Linked DNA regions of Zea mays: regions 2, 3 and 4 are each linked to region 1. The links are chromatin contacts, called in public Hi-C maps. All regions are on one chromosome and are shown on one strand. The core of a region is the stretch at or near the end of the contact, and the rest is flanking DNA. Distances in the headings are between cores, read along the strand shown. Region 1 holds the start of LOC103637824 (probable auxin efflux carrier component 1c). Region 2 holds the start of LOC100304207 (putative RING zinc finger domain superfamily protein). Region 3 holds the start of LOC103637825 (probable serine/threonine-protein kinase SIS8). Region 4 holds the start of LOC100193286.

Region 1 (3,279 bases), core at 520-3,019:
TTGTGACCACCTCAACGGGGAGTAGGTTTGCAAGAACCGAACCTCGGTAAAACAAATCATCGTGTCTTGCTCTTTATTTGCTCACGATTTGTTTTGCGCCCTCTCTCTCTCGGACTCGTCTATATTTCTAACGCTAACCTGACTTATAGTTGTGCTTAAGTTTATAAATTTCAGATTTGCCTTATTCACCCCCCCTCTAGGCGACTTTCAGCGCGGTACTGCGGCGACGTAGGAAATTTGGCGAGAAATTGTCGTTGCTGCAATTAGTTTCCATGCCCAGGAATCCAGCGAGCACCATCCGGTAGACACTGTGAGCTCCAATGAAGCTTTTCGGGACCGAAACGACATCAAGGGCACGGATCGGCGATCACGGTCTCTTCCTCTGTTATCGCGGCGGCATTCACTCGCCCACCCTTACGGCAATGGTACCCTTGGGCCACCGGTTCATCGTGATGCAAGATGGATGAGAGGGGGGGGTGCACGACTAGGAGTTATATATCCTAGGATCTAGCTCAAATCCGAGCGGTGCTAGCCAGATCGGAGAAGAACACGACAGAGTTTGTTACCGGCAAAGGGACCCACGTCCAACGATCCATGAGCACGCGATGCACTCAAAGGCTACGGGCGGGTCCCACTGGTTGGTCTTAGCCGGATCATGGGTGCGCGATGCATCGGCGACCGCTTCCTTTCGTGTGGGGAGGCTGGGTCCGCGGACGAAGAAGTGGAGGTGGGCCGGGTAGCGGCCCACACGGGCGAGGGGAAGGAAAACAGAATTGGGCTATGGAGGAAGGTTTTGGCCCAGCCAGCTGTTTCCTTATTTTTTATTGATTTCTGTTTTAAATTTTCAACTTTAAATTCAAATCTCGAATTTCAAATTGTATTTGGGTGGAAAACTAGAATCTAGATAAATGCACAATCAAATAAATACTCAACATGATGCATATTTCTATTTATATATTTTTATAGTAATTGTTTAATCCTTTTGGTTAAATAACATGCTTCGAAATATGCCATACAACAATTTTCAGTTTTGAAGAAATATTAATTTAAACCTATAGTCAAATGAAAGGTTTATCCAAGATTTATTAATTGTTTGTTGTAATAGGAGATATATATATTCTCCAATTACAAGGTGCTTTTGACTTAACCTTATTTAGAGAAGGTTTTCTAGTCATACAATTCATCAATTATTAATTGTAGACATCCCTGCTTTATTTCTTTGAGAAAATAAAACCTAATTTCCTAGGGTTAAATATAATAATTTTTTAGATCACTATTTATCCAAAAAAATCATTGTTATAGATATTTTAATTATTGTTTTTGAAGAAATATTTATAAATTCCAAAATAAAATTTTGGATGTTACGTTGGTGCACTGGCCTGGGCCACGCACCTTGCTAAAACCGGCCTGGGCCGATTTCTTTGTTCCCCGCACAATATAATCACGAGCATAGGCTGGCCTCACTCGTCTCTAAACAGGCCGGTTCTCTTCAAACATCGTAATTTTGACCCCAAATTGGATCCCTTTCATTTATATATGATGTTTTAATCCGACTTTTGACTTCCAGATTATTTTTTGCTGTCAACAATCCTAGCTCCAGCTGTCATTTATCCAAAGGTTTATGGTGGCAGATCTTAACGGCTGGCATACGTGCAGAATTTCTCCTTTCTTTACAGTTACACCCCTCCCCTCCCCCTCGTGTCGGGGAGTGTGCAGTGCACATCTGATGTGTATAAATAATCACACGCACCTATGCCCACTCCACCTCCCGCGTTCCTCCACTCCACGGCTCCCCCACCCCACTCATCACACTCTCCCACCGCACCTCGCCGCCGCGGGGCACCGCGCCATAAAGTGCGTTCCCGGCTGCACGGACGTCGAGGAGCAGCTCGCAAGTGTTTCTTGGTGCGTCGATCGGCAAGATGATCACCGGCACGGACTTCTACCACGTCATGACGGCCATGGTGCCGTTGTACGTTGCCATGATCCTGGCGTACGGATCCGTCAGGTGGTGGCGCATCTTCACGCCGGACCAGTGCTCGGGGATCAACCGCTTCGTGGCGCTCTTCGCCGTGCCGCTGCTGTCCTTCCACTTCATCTCCACCAACAACCCCTACACCATGAACATCCGGTTCATCGCCGCCGACACGCTGCAGAAGCTGATCGTCCTGGCGCTGCTCACTGCATGGAGCTACCTCTCCCGCCGGGGCTGCCTCGAGTGGACCATCACGCTCTTCTCCCTGTCGACGCTGCCCAACACGCTGGTGATGGGCATCCCGCTGCTCAAGGGCATGTACGGCGACTTCTCCGGCAGCCTCATGGTGCAGATCGTGGTGCTCCAGTGCATCATCTGGTACACGCTGATGCTGTTCATGTTCGAGTACCGCGGCGCCAGGATCCTCATCACCGAGCAGTTCCCCGACACGGCGGGCGCCATCGCCTCCATCGTGGTGGACCCCGACGTGGTGTCGCTGGACGGGCGCAACGACGCCATCGAGACGGAGGCCGAGGTGAAGGAGGACGGCAAGATACACGTCACCGTGCGGCGCTCCAACGCGTCGCGCTCGGACATCTACTCCCGGCGGTCCATGGGGTTCTCCAGCACCACGCCGCGGCCCAGCAACCTGACCAACGCCGAGATCTACTCGCTGCAGTCGTCGAGGAACCCCACGCCGCGGGGCTCCAGCTTCAACCACACCGACTTCTACTCCATGGTCGGCCGCAGCTCCAACTTCGCCGCCGGGGACGCGTTCGGCCTGCGCACGGGCGCCACGCCCAGGCCGTCCAACTACGAGGAGGACCCGCAGGGCAAGGCGAACAAGTACGGCCAGTACCCGGCGCCCAACCCGGCCATGGCGGCGCAGCCCGCCAAGGGCCTCAAGAAGGCGGCCAATGGGCAGGCCAAGGGCGAGGACGGCAAGGACCTACACATGTTCGTGTGGAGCTCCAGCGCGTCGCCCGTGTCCGACGTGTTCGGCAATGGCGCCGCCGAGTACAACGACGCGGCCGCCGTCAAGGAGGTCCGCATGGCCGTCGCCTCCCCGCGCAAAGGTAGCTTCTCCTCGTTTTTGGCTTTTGAGCTCCTTCCTTCCTGCTTTGGCTGCGCTGCATGCTCAGACACACACCTGTTCTGTTCTTGTTGGACGTTTTAGTTGCGGCGGACGGGAGGAAGGAGCGGGGCGAGGACTTCGCGGAGCGGGACGACTTCAGCTTCGGGAACAGGGGCGCGGCGGAGAGGGACGCGGAAGCCGGCGACGAGAAGGCGGCGGCGGCGGCTGC
Region 2 (3,279 bases), core at 525-3,024, 230 kb after region 1:
ACAACTTTTATTCGCATTTTATCCTAGGAGTAGTTCTAGTCTAGTTTAGGTTTAGCCTCTCAATCCCCAAATTTTCCGCCTCTCTTCGACTCTACGCCGATTGGAGGAGTCTAGGTCGGCCGGCCCGAGCCTAGACAACCCCTAGGATCTCTCCTCCCCGACGGGGTCCCTCCCGGGAGCGAGATCCAGGCCGCCGCCGGCGATCTCCGCCGCCCCTGCGCACGCGCGGACCGTCCGGCCCTAGGGCGCGGACCGTCCGGCCGTCAGGCAGGGAACCCGAGCTCCTGCACCAGGTCGCGGACCGTCCGGCCCCGTGCCGCGGACCGTCCGCGCTTGACCAGAGAGCACCGCCGCCTCGCGCCAGGTCGCGGACCGTCCGGCCCTGTGCCGCGGACCGTCCGCGCCTGACCAGAGAGCACCGCCGCTGGTTCTCTTGAGTAATTGGCGCCTCCAAAAAGGTGTCAACAGCTATTTACTGCATTCATGATCCCTCTATGGCTGAAAACGTGTCAACATCTAGTTGATCGCTTAGTATCTCATAACAGGTGTACGTGTTGGGGACATTCGATCTATAATGCGAATGGTACCCAATAAATTCTAGCATCATAACATACTTGCGTCACTGCCATTCATCATCGCTGACTCGATGTGACTCGAATATCTAATACCCAAATGGCAATCGGGGTCAGTGTAAGGGAACAATAATGGATATTGCAACTGCAAGGCCATGTAGCAAGGATGAAGATAGGAAACCTGTTTGAGGCCATGTTCTCGATGATCACTGGTACACAGAATCTCTATAGTGACGGTTGTGAACCTATTTTTAGGGCTACGAGCCAGTAGAAATCATTATTTTTACAGGCGGGTAGGACCGTCATCCACTGGCGATTGAGTTATGAAAAGCTCGATTTCCACTAGCGGTCGGCGTAATACGTCAGTGAAACACAAAACGGGTTTTAAAAACAGCAAAAAATATTTTATTTAAAGAGAGGCCCTAAAACCTAAGCGACATTTTTCAGAAACATAAAACAAGTTTTAAAAACAACAAGTCACGATATTTTAACATAGTACACATAAGCTCTATGCCTCTATAGTGACGATTGTAAACATATTTTCATTGGTGTTTCTTATAACCGCCATTATTAGGGACAAATAGAAATCATTATTTTTACAGGCAGGTAACTGAGGACCGTCGTGAAAATCAACTTCCACTGGCGGTTGAGTTAAGAAGACCTCAATTTCTACTAGCGGTCGGCGTAATAAAACCGTCAGTGAAAATTATTTTTAGAAACGTAAAACTGATTTTAAAAACAAAATTTTATCTAAGGAGAGGCCCTAAACCATACGCGGCATTTTTCGGAAACATAAAATAGGTTTTAAAAACAACAAGTCACGGTATTTTTAGCAAGTCACGCTAAAGCGTTAATAGTATTGAACTATAGTACAACACTTTTAGTCATCTTATTTGATTATTCAGTAGAAAAACTTTAGTAAAAGTTAGGGACTAAATCACGTTACAGTTTTGTAAACCAAACACTTTTTTATGTTTTATCAGATCTGAGTTCCCAAATTTTCTTACGAGTCGATACGTGGCATGCTGCAGTTGTTCTTACATGGTCACGGGCCGTGCTCCATTCGCAGCTCGCGGCCGAAAGCGACACGCACAGCGGCCGCACTCGCACTCCAACCGCAAAAAAGCCCAAAAGCCACCGAGTCGCCACCGCACCAGTCTTTTGGCTGCCGTCGCTTTCCTGCGCTCCCACCAGGCCACCACTCCACACAGTGCAGGGCTCCAGGCTTCCCTCCCTCCCCTCCACGGCTTCGCTCGCTCACCCGCCCTCCTGCTCTAAGCCCAAAGCTCCCGTCCCGAGGGCTTCAGGTCTTGGCCCCTACTCCTCGTCCGCTTCCCGGGCCACCGCTTTTAGGTGTGACTTCCTCATCATCTGCCCTGACGGGGATCGCTGGTTTCTTCCTCCAGAGATCGCATCTCTGGTCCGCGGGATCCGATGAGATGCGGGGGTGCTCTCGCAGTCCGACCTCGTAGCAGGCATGGCTGAAGCGGCCACTTCTTCGTCTTCGTCCGGATCCTTCGCCCCGCGCCGCCTCCATGACGCCGGTGTCGTCAGGGAATCGCTCCCGTACAGTGTTCTCGCTGCACCCCCGCCGCCGCCTCTGCCTCCGGTGCAGGTGCAGGTTGCGGGTTCCGGCGGCGGCGGTGGAGGGAAGATTAACCCCGCGGTGCTTTTCATCATCGTGATTCTCGCATTAGTGTTCTTCATCTCCGGCCTGCTCCACCTTCTCGTGCGCGTCCTGTCGAAGAAGCAGCACCGCCGCGGCGGCCCAAGGGACACGGCGTCGGCGGCGGCGCCGAGGACTGGAGTGGAGGCAGGCGGGGTTGACGTGGCGTTGCAGCGCCAGCTGCAGCAGCTGTTCCACCTCCACGACTCCGGGCTGGACCAGGCCTTCATCGACGCGCTGCCGGTCTTCGCGTACCGGGATATCGTCGTGGGCGGCGGCGGCGACGGGGACAAAGAGCCGTTCGACTGCGCGGTGTGTCTGTGCGAGTTCGATGCCGAGGACCGGCTCCGTCTGCTGCCGCTGTGCGGGCACGCCTTCCACCTCAATTGCATCGACACGTGGCTGCTGTCCAACTCGACCTGCCCGCTCTGCCGCGGGGTTCTCTTCATCCCCGGGCTCATGGGCGAGGGCAACCCCATGTTTGATTTCGAGGAGAGACTGGAGGAAGGGCGGTTGTCCGAGGACTGTGACGACGGATTTGGATTGCCTGGGCTGAAGGCTTCAGGGTTGGCACAGACACCGGTGGCTGAGAAGAAGGTATTCCCTGTGAGGTTGGGGAAGTTCAAGAATGTCGGAACCCAGGGTGCGGTGGAAGGTGGCAATGCCAATGCCAGTGTGTTGAGTAGGGATCAAGTGGAGAGTAGCAGCAGCAGCAGCTTGGATGGAAGGAGATGCTTCTCCATGGGCACCTATCAGTATGTTCTTGGCACTTCTGAGCTCCGAGTAGCTCTCCAGCCTGGCCGTATTAGAAATGGCACTGGTGGTGCAATGATGGGAAGACCTCCTGGTTTAAGTTCGATCAATGCTGATATTATGGAGGGGAAGAAGATCTGTACACGCAACAAAGGGGAGAGTTTCTCTGTGTCGAAAATTTGGCAATGGTCTCATATTAAGGGCAAGCTACCTGCTGGTTCGGATGAATGTTCGGATGCCGGGAGCCTTCCTTGGATGAAGAGAGGAGGTGCTGCGGATACATCAAAC
Region 3 (3,279 bases), core at 355-2,854, 190 kb before region 1:
CCAATATTTTGTCGTCATAGCTAAGGGCATTGAAACTCTGTGAAGCACGAACAAATCTACCATATGAGGAAGTGAGAAAATGGTAAGAGTCACAAATATATAGGGAGTTTAACTTCTGAACAATCTCTGATGAAGGAGAACATCTTATGGTGGCTATCAGCTGCTGGCTATATCTAGGATATAGACAACGTAATCGCTTTGCAAATGCAGCTTCTAAGTATGGTCAGCCAGTAGCTTCTATAAAGAAAAGCAGATGTTCATTATGCTAAAATTAACCCCACTACAAAATCATGGAGTATTTATTTTTCCCCATCAAAACAGAAAATCTCGAGTTATGAAGGATAGACAATCCAAGGCTACTATTCCCAACTAACATAATTTCAGAGATATCAGAAAAGGAATTTTTCATATATGCCATATCGAGATAAGTTACATGATTACACTACCCCATACTCTGCCATACCTATTCCGTTACAGAAGTATAATTCAACAGCTATAAAAACTTTTTTTCTCGAATGCACTAACAGAGGAACGTCACCATGATAGGTAGCATCATGCAACAGACCTTTGACAAGCTAACATATGATAGACCCCATTTCTGCTCTAACGTCCAATTTGCATCAACATAGCACGAGTGAGATCCAATCGCGGTACGAAAACAATCTAGAAGATAGTAGGAGGGGAGTGGAGATGCTGAATACCCAGTATCGGAAGGCGATGACCTCTGCGGGCGAGCTCTGGATGGGGCAGGAGCCGAGGCTGATCTGTTTGGCCACCTCGATCTGCATCGCCTCCGGGTCCTCCCTCACGCTCATCTCGAGGGCCAGCTGCATGTGATAGTTCTCCAGCTCCGCCTGCTGTTTCTCTTTCTTCTCCATCTCCGCCTCCTTCCGGGACTCCCGCCTCGCCCTCTCCTCGTCCTCCTCGGCTACCCTCTTCTCCTCAACAGACGAAGCCAACGCAGTCGTCAACGCCGACTCCTCCACCTCCGGCGCCGCCGCTGCCGGTGCAGCAGAAGCAGAAAGCGGCGTAGGTGGGTGCGGCCGGCTGGTCACGGAGCTCAGCCAGCCCGACAACCCGGAGGCGTGCCTATGCTCGATGCCCCCGCCCTTTTTCGTTGGCGGCGGGGTAGGTGCCGAAGGCGACGAGGCGCCATCCCCGGCGGCGGAGTCACCGATGTGCAGCTTCCTGAGGAAGTTCTTCATCCCTCTGCCGCGCCGCCGCCGCCGCCCCTTCAGCTACCCGTGGTGGGGCGGTGGATCCAACATGGCTACGGGTGCGGGGGCAGGCAGGAGGTGGAGTGCGAGGATTGACCTGCCCGCGTGTACCCGAAGCCGCATTAAAATATTCCCGTTAATTGCTTCGCCCGCTGGTCGCCAGTTGCGTTGCGCCTGCTTCGCTCTCGCTCCTATTCTCCCGGTCCGGGCTTCACCCACCTCTGGTCCGCTCCCTTCATCCTCCCCGACGAGGCTACGACGCTCGACGAGCTGACGCATGCGATTGAGAACTCAAATTCGGGGTTAGAGTGTGATTGGTCCTAAACAGCGAGTAATTAATTAATATGGAAAGGCACTCGGCTGGCGGGTGGCGGCTGGTCACTTTCCACTTACTCTAGATGACAGATTGGGCCAAGATTGTATAGGCCCACAAGTCAATGACTGTACTATGTGCCTCCTACGTGACGTAACCTGACCGGGTGTACGAGCGGAAGCAGTGCAAAAAGGGGTGTCCGGGTGAACCCGCAAAACGAAGGCGAGGGCTTTGGCCGCTCGGGTCCCGCGGGAGCGGGAGAACCCCCGGGCAATCGAGTCATGCCGGTGGGACCAGGAACGGTCGGCCAACTTGCCGTCCTCCGGTGGTCTGCAGCCTGTCGCTCTGCAAGCAGGCAGCGCAAGTTGGCCAATGGCTGGTGTGATGTGCCTTCCGTCACCCCCTCGTAAGCTGCGCACCCACCACCATGTGGGGCCTGGAGTACGCCTGGGATCTCGGAGCGCCCGTCGTGGGACACTCTTGGCAACGAATGACAGGCTCAGGCCCCGCCAGCAGTGGGCTGCGGGCCGGCGGGTGAAATCATAAAAACGGACGGAAACCTCTCGTTTTTTTCTAGATAGCTTTTAATGAAAACAGGATTAGGTCAAGGAAGAAAAAAATAAATATGGATGGAGAGCTGAAAAATTAAGTTACATCATACTCCTTTATTTCAAAATAAACGCATACTTTTGTCAACCAGTCGGACTCTTTTTAAATTTAATCTATACCTCTAAATAAGTTTATTATGAAATACATTTTGTCGGGACCATAATTAGGGGTACCCCCAAGACTCCTAAACTCGGCTGGTAACCACCATCAGCACAAGCTGCAAAGGCTTGATGGGCGCAATACAGGTCAAAGCTCCGTCCACTCCATGGACACGATCTCGCCTCGCCCGAGCCCAGCCTCGGGCAGGAACAGTAGACCCACGCCTCGCCCGATGGCCTCCTCAAGCAACAGGCGCACCTTCGACTCGCCCGAGGCCCAGCTCGGGCAGGCTTCGCGGAGAAGCAACAAGCAACCTTGGCCAGATCGCCTCGCCAACCGGCCGTATCGCAGGAGCATTCAATGCAAGGATCGCCTGACACCTTATCCTGACACGTGTTCCTCAGTCGACAGTGCCGAAGTGACCGTAGTCATTTCGCCCCTCCACTGACTGACCTGACAGGGAAACAGCGCTGCCTGCCCTGCTCCGACTGCTGTGCCACCCGCCAGGGTGAGGCTGACAGCAGCCGAATCTAGCCCCAGGCGCCATAGGAAGCTTCGCCTCGCCCGACCCCAGGGCTCGGACTCCACCTCGACCTCGGAAGACGGTCTCCACCTCGCCCGACCCCAGGGCTTGGACTCAGCCTCGACCTCGGAGGAGTCACCGCCTCGCCCGACCTCGGGCTCGGACCGACCACGCCGCAGGGGGGTACATCATTACCCTACCCCTAGCTAGCTCAGGCTACGGGGAACAAGACCAGCGTCCCATCTGGCTCGCCCCGGTAAACAAGTAATGATGGCACCCCGCGTGCTCCATGACGACGACGGTTCTCAGCCCCCTACGGAAGCAAGGAGACGTCAGCAAGGATCCGACAGCCCCGACAACTGTACTTCTACAGGGTTTAAGCGCTCCTCCGACGGCCACGACATCACATGAACAGGGCAGCAACACGTCTCCGACAGCCACGTCGGCATGTACATAGGGCTCTGGCTCCTCTCTGCTAGACACGTTAGCACACTGCTACACCCCCCATTGTACACCTG
Region 4 (3,279 bases), core at 446-2,945, 150 kb before region 1:
AGCACAGGATGGTGGAGATGTTCCGGTACATGCAGAGCTTTAGTGCCGCACATGGTTTTATTCCACCACCTCCGTTGTTCCCTCCAGTTGACCCTGCTCAGTTCCATACTCCTGCGAGTATCAAAATTCTAGTGCTTCATGATATATATTCATCTGATATAACACATGCAATCTCTTATCTGTGTAGGGACAATCTGGGGTGGCATCCAACAACCCTCATGGATCGCCCAACCCATCGCCGCACCAGTCCAGCCGCCCACCTTGTTGAGATACTTTGTGCACATGATATTATCTTTGTTAGTGTTGTTAATACTTTGTCACATAACTTGGTCTAAACTTGTTGATGTTGGTAATGCTTTGTGAGATACTTGAGACTTATGTTCTTGAGTGTTGGATACTTATGTTTGTGTTCAAACTTGTTTGATTTATGAGATTTATGATCTTTGTGAGATATGTGATGTATATGTGATATCTGTGATGATTATGTGATATCTTTTGTTTGTTTAGATGGAATAGCAAAAACAATTAAAAAAGGGTATTCTGGTCACTTTGCCGAGTGTAACACTCGACAAAAAGGTACTTTGCTGAGTGTCATAGTCACAACACTCGACAAAGAAGACACACCTGGGCACCGGTAAAGCCACTTTGCCGAGTGATGTGGCCTTGATACTCGGCAAATGTTGCTTCCTTGCCGAGTGTCATCCAATGCACTCGGCAAAGGAACTGATAAAGGGGCCCGTTGGTGATTCCTTTGCCGAGTGCTAATCCGGCGGGCACTCGGCAAAGAGGGAGCCTTTGTTGAGTGCCACCTAATACTCTCGGCAACGGACCTGACAAAGGGCCCCACGGGGAGCTTCTTTGTCGAGTGAGCCACTCAGTGGACACTCGGCAAAGAGTGGGCCTTTTGCCAAGTGTCATTCTGTGGCACTCGGCAACGGCTCGTGACGGTAACTTTTCTTTGCCGAGTACCTAGTGACACTCTGCAAAGTAGTACTCGACAAAGAAGTTGTTGCCGATGTACAGTTCGTCGAGCTTTCTTTGCCGAGTGTCACACTCGGCAAAGCCTTCGCTGAGTGTTTTTCAGACTTTGTCGAGTGCTTCAGACACTCGGCAAAGTAACCGTTTCCGGTAGTGTTAGTTTTTCTACCTTCCTTATTTGTACCCTTAGTTGTATTTTTTTTGCTCAGTTTTATCCTTCTGCTCTATAGCAATTCAAGGGCAAAACTGAAAAAAACACGACTAAGAGTAAAATGAGGACACCAGCAAAACTAAAAGCATCACCTTAAAAAACCGTATGATATAAGATGTGCTATATATATAGTATTTAATATTGATAGAGAGAATTAAGTATATTTTTAGTGTTTAAACCAGAAGTGATTATATCTTATATACTATGAGAGAGGGAGTATACCGTGAAGAACGGTTTTCAGATGCGGCTGTTTGGACTGACTTTGAAGGCGGGAGAAGTGTCCGAGCTCATAGGCTCATAGCTCAACACAGGATGTGAGTGTGTAAGTGTGAATGGTCGGCGTAACTGCGAGAATACGTCTCTCTAGTGTTTTGGCGTAGGAATTAATTACACGTGAGTGGTTGGCTTAAAAGCCTAAACCTGTGTCCTGTAACCGGTGAATTTAGATCAGGATTCAGGAATAGAAAAAGAAAAAGAATGGACAGCTTGTTGCTCAAGTTGTTCACCCACCTCCACTCCACCTGTGTGTGTGTGTTTCACGTCCCGGCGGAACTTGCCGGCGGACACGCGTCGTCACAGCCGACCAACGGCGCTTGCCCGTTCCCCCATCCCCCTTGATTCCTCCGCCAGCCCAGCGGCGGCCACTCTCCACGCATCTGCATCCGCATGGCTCTCCACGCCGCGGCGCCGGCCTGCGCGGTGTTCTGCCGCCTCCCGTCGCCCTCCCCATCTCACGCCGGCAGCAGACGCTCCCTTCCCGCCGTCGCGAGTCCCCGCGGCGTTGTCTCTGCCGCGCCGCTACGGACACGCGCAGGTACTCGGTGCGGCGTGAGAGTGCTTTGTACGCTCACTTTTAAGATCGTTCTCCGGTCTCCGCTAGCGATATGCATATGTTGTTTATCTTATTACACTTAGCTGCTACTCTTAGCACTGGGATCATGCTTTTAAAAGCGATATTTTTGTAGCAATAGTCTAACATATTGGCATGGGGAACTGTGGAACGGGCCGGGGATGGTACTTGAAATATGAGCTAGGTGTATCATTTATGAGTGGTCAGCCACATGATTTCCATTTAAATTAGTCCAATGTGCAGTGCTCAGAATTTTGGCTTTATCAGAATATTGTGTGCAGAATTTCTGGGCTCCTATTGTGATGGCAAATTCACCTAGTTTTATGTTTCAGTCTTGAGGTTAGATCGATCAGGGTATTTGAATTGCCAGGTCCGATTGTGATCTCCATTTGATTCTGGCGTCTATATGAAACAAGATAAAAACAGTTGTATGCTTCAAAAAGGCTATGTTAAGTTGTTAACAAGGGCCACATCCCTTTTTTATTTATGCAAGGAGCTCACTAATGCTAACAATAACTTGTTGGCTTGCAGTTCTAATTAATTCTTTTTACTGCAGTGATATTTTCTTAACTTATCTTGGCTGCCTGATCAGCCTTTTAGTTGATTCTTCATTTTTTTATTTGTTATTCTTATTTCTGTATGTGGTGAACTTGATTTTACTCCATGGCTTTCATGTGCGTTGATAGCTATTTTCATGTGCGTTGATAGCCATATCAGGGATCATTATGGATTGCTCCGTGGTCACCCATTCTACAATATCATATTTTTGCAGAAACTGAAAGGCACTTAGCCTTTTAGTTAACATTTTGTCAATTTAGATGTGATGCTGCCAAAGCAAGAATATCTGATTTGGTTCGTGTTTGATTCAATTTTCAACCTTAGTTCCAACAAAGGCGATCGTAAACAGTGATGGCATCCCTGAAACGAGTGATTCTCCACATGTGGTTTGCTTTGGTGAATTGCTAATTGACTTCGTCCCAACTGTCAATGGCGTGTCACTGGCAGAAGCACCTGCCTTTAAGAAGGCTCCTGGGGGAGCACCTGCCAATGTTGCAGTTGGAATAGCTCGCCTTGGTGGCTCGTCAGCTTTCATTGGAAAGGTAAAATTGTTGTCTTTGTACTGTTTAACAGAAAAAAGGGGTTATGAGCATGTGTGCTTTTATGTTTGAGACCTTTCAAAGTAACAATGCATGATAGGATTTAGTTAGTATCTATTTTACGTTCTCATACGTACAAAATA

Evidence for each region. Hi-C and Micro-C count contacts between places; a contact is called where the count stands out from the background.
Region 2: a Hi-C map of bundle sheath shows a contact between it and region 1, with 5 times the contacts expected there. The contact joins the promoter of LOC100304207 here to the promoter of LOC103637824 in region 1. A contact is called at or near these places in 3 of 25 Hi-C or Micro-C datasets (bundle sheath, ear and leaf).
Region 3: a Hi-C map of tassel shows a contact between it and region 1, with 2.0 times the contacts expected there. The contact joins the promoter of LOC103637825 here to the promoter of LOC103637824 in region 1. A contact is called at or near these places in 3 of 25 Hi-C or Micro-C datasets (endosperm, leaf and tassel).
Region 4: a Hi-C map of leaf shows a contact between it and region 1, with 3 times the contacts expected there. The contact joins the promoter of LOC100193286 here to the promoter of LOC103637824 in region 1. A contact is called at or near these places in 7 of 25 Hi-C or Micro-C datasets (bundle sheath, ear, endosperm and 3 more).

The regions. Positions count from the first base shown.
Region 1 is chr9:4,994,186-4,997,464 of Zm-B73-REFERENCE-NAM-5.0, reverse strand. It overlaps LOC103637824 (probable auxin efflux carrier component 1c), which reads left to right and starts at 1,769. Exons shown (of 6, transcript NM_001322465.1): 1 at 1,769-3,051; 2 at 3,153-3,279. The coding sequence starts at 1,923.
Region 2 is chr9:4,764,584-4,767,862 of Zm-B73-REFERENCE-NAM-5.0, reverse strand. It overlaps LOC100304207 (putative RING zinc finger domain superfamily protein), which reads left to right and starts at 1,774. Exons shown (of 1, transcript NM_001165657.1): 1 at 1,774-3,279. The coding sequence starts at 2,050.
Region 3 is chr9:5,183,703-5,186,981 of Zm-B73-REFERENCE-NAM-5.0, reverse strand. LOC103637825 (probable serine/threonine-protein kinase SIS8) reads right to left here and starts at 1,604. Exons shown (of 11, transcript XR_004852523.1): 1 at 702-1,604; 2 at 1-37.
Region 4 is chr9:5,147,035-5,150,313 of Zm-B73-REFERENCE-NAM-5.0, reverse strand. It overlaps LOC100193286, which reads left to right and starts at 1,695. Exons shown (of 7, transcript NM_001138429.1): 1 at 1,695-2,003; 2 at 2,922-3,139. The coding sequence starts at 1,856.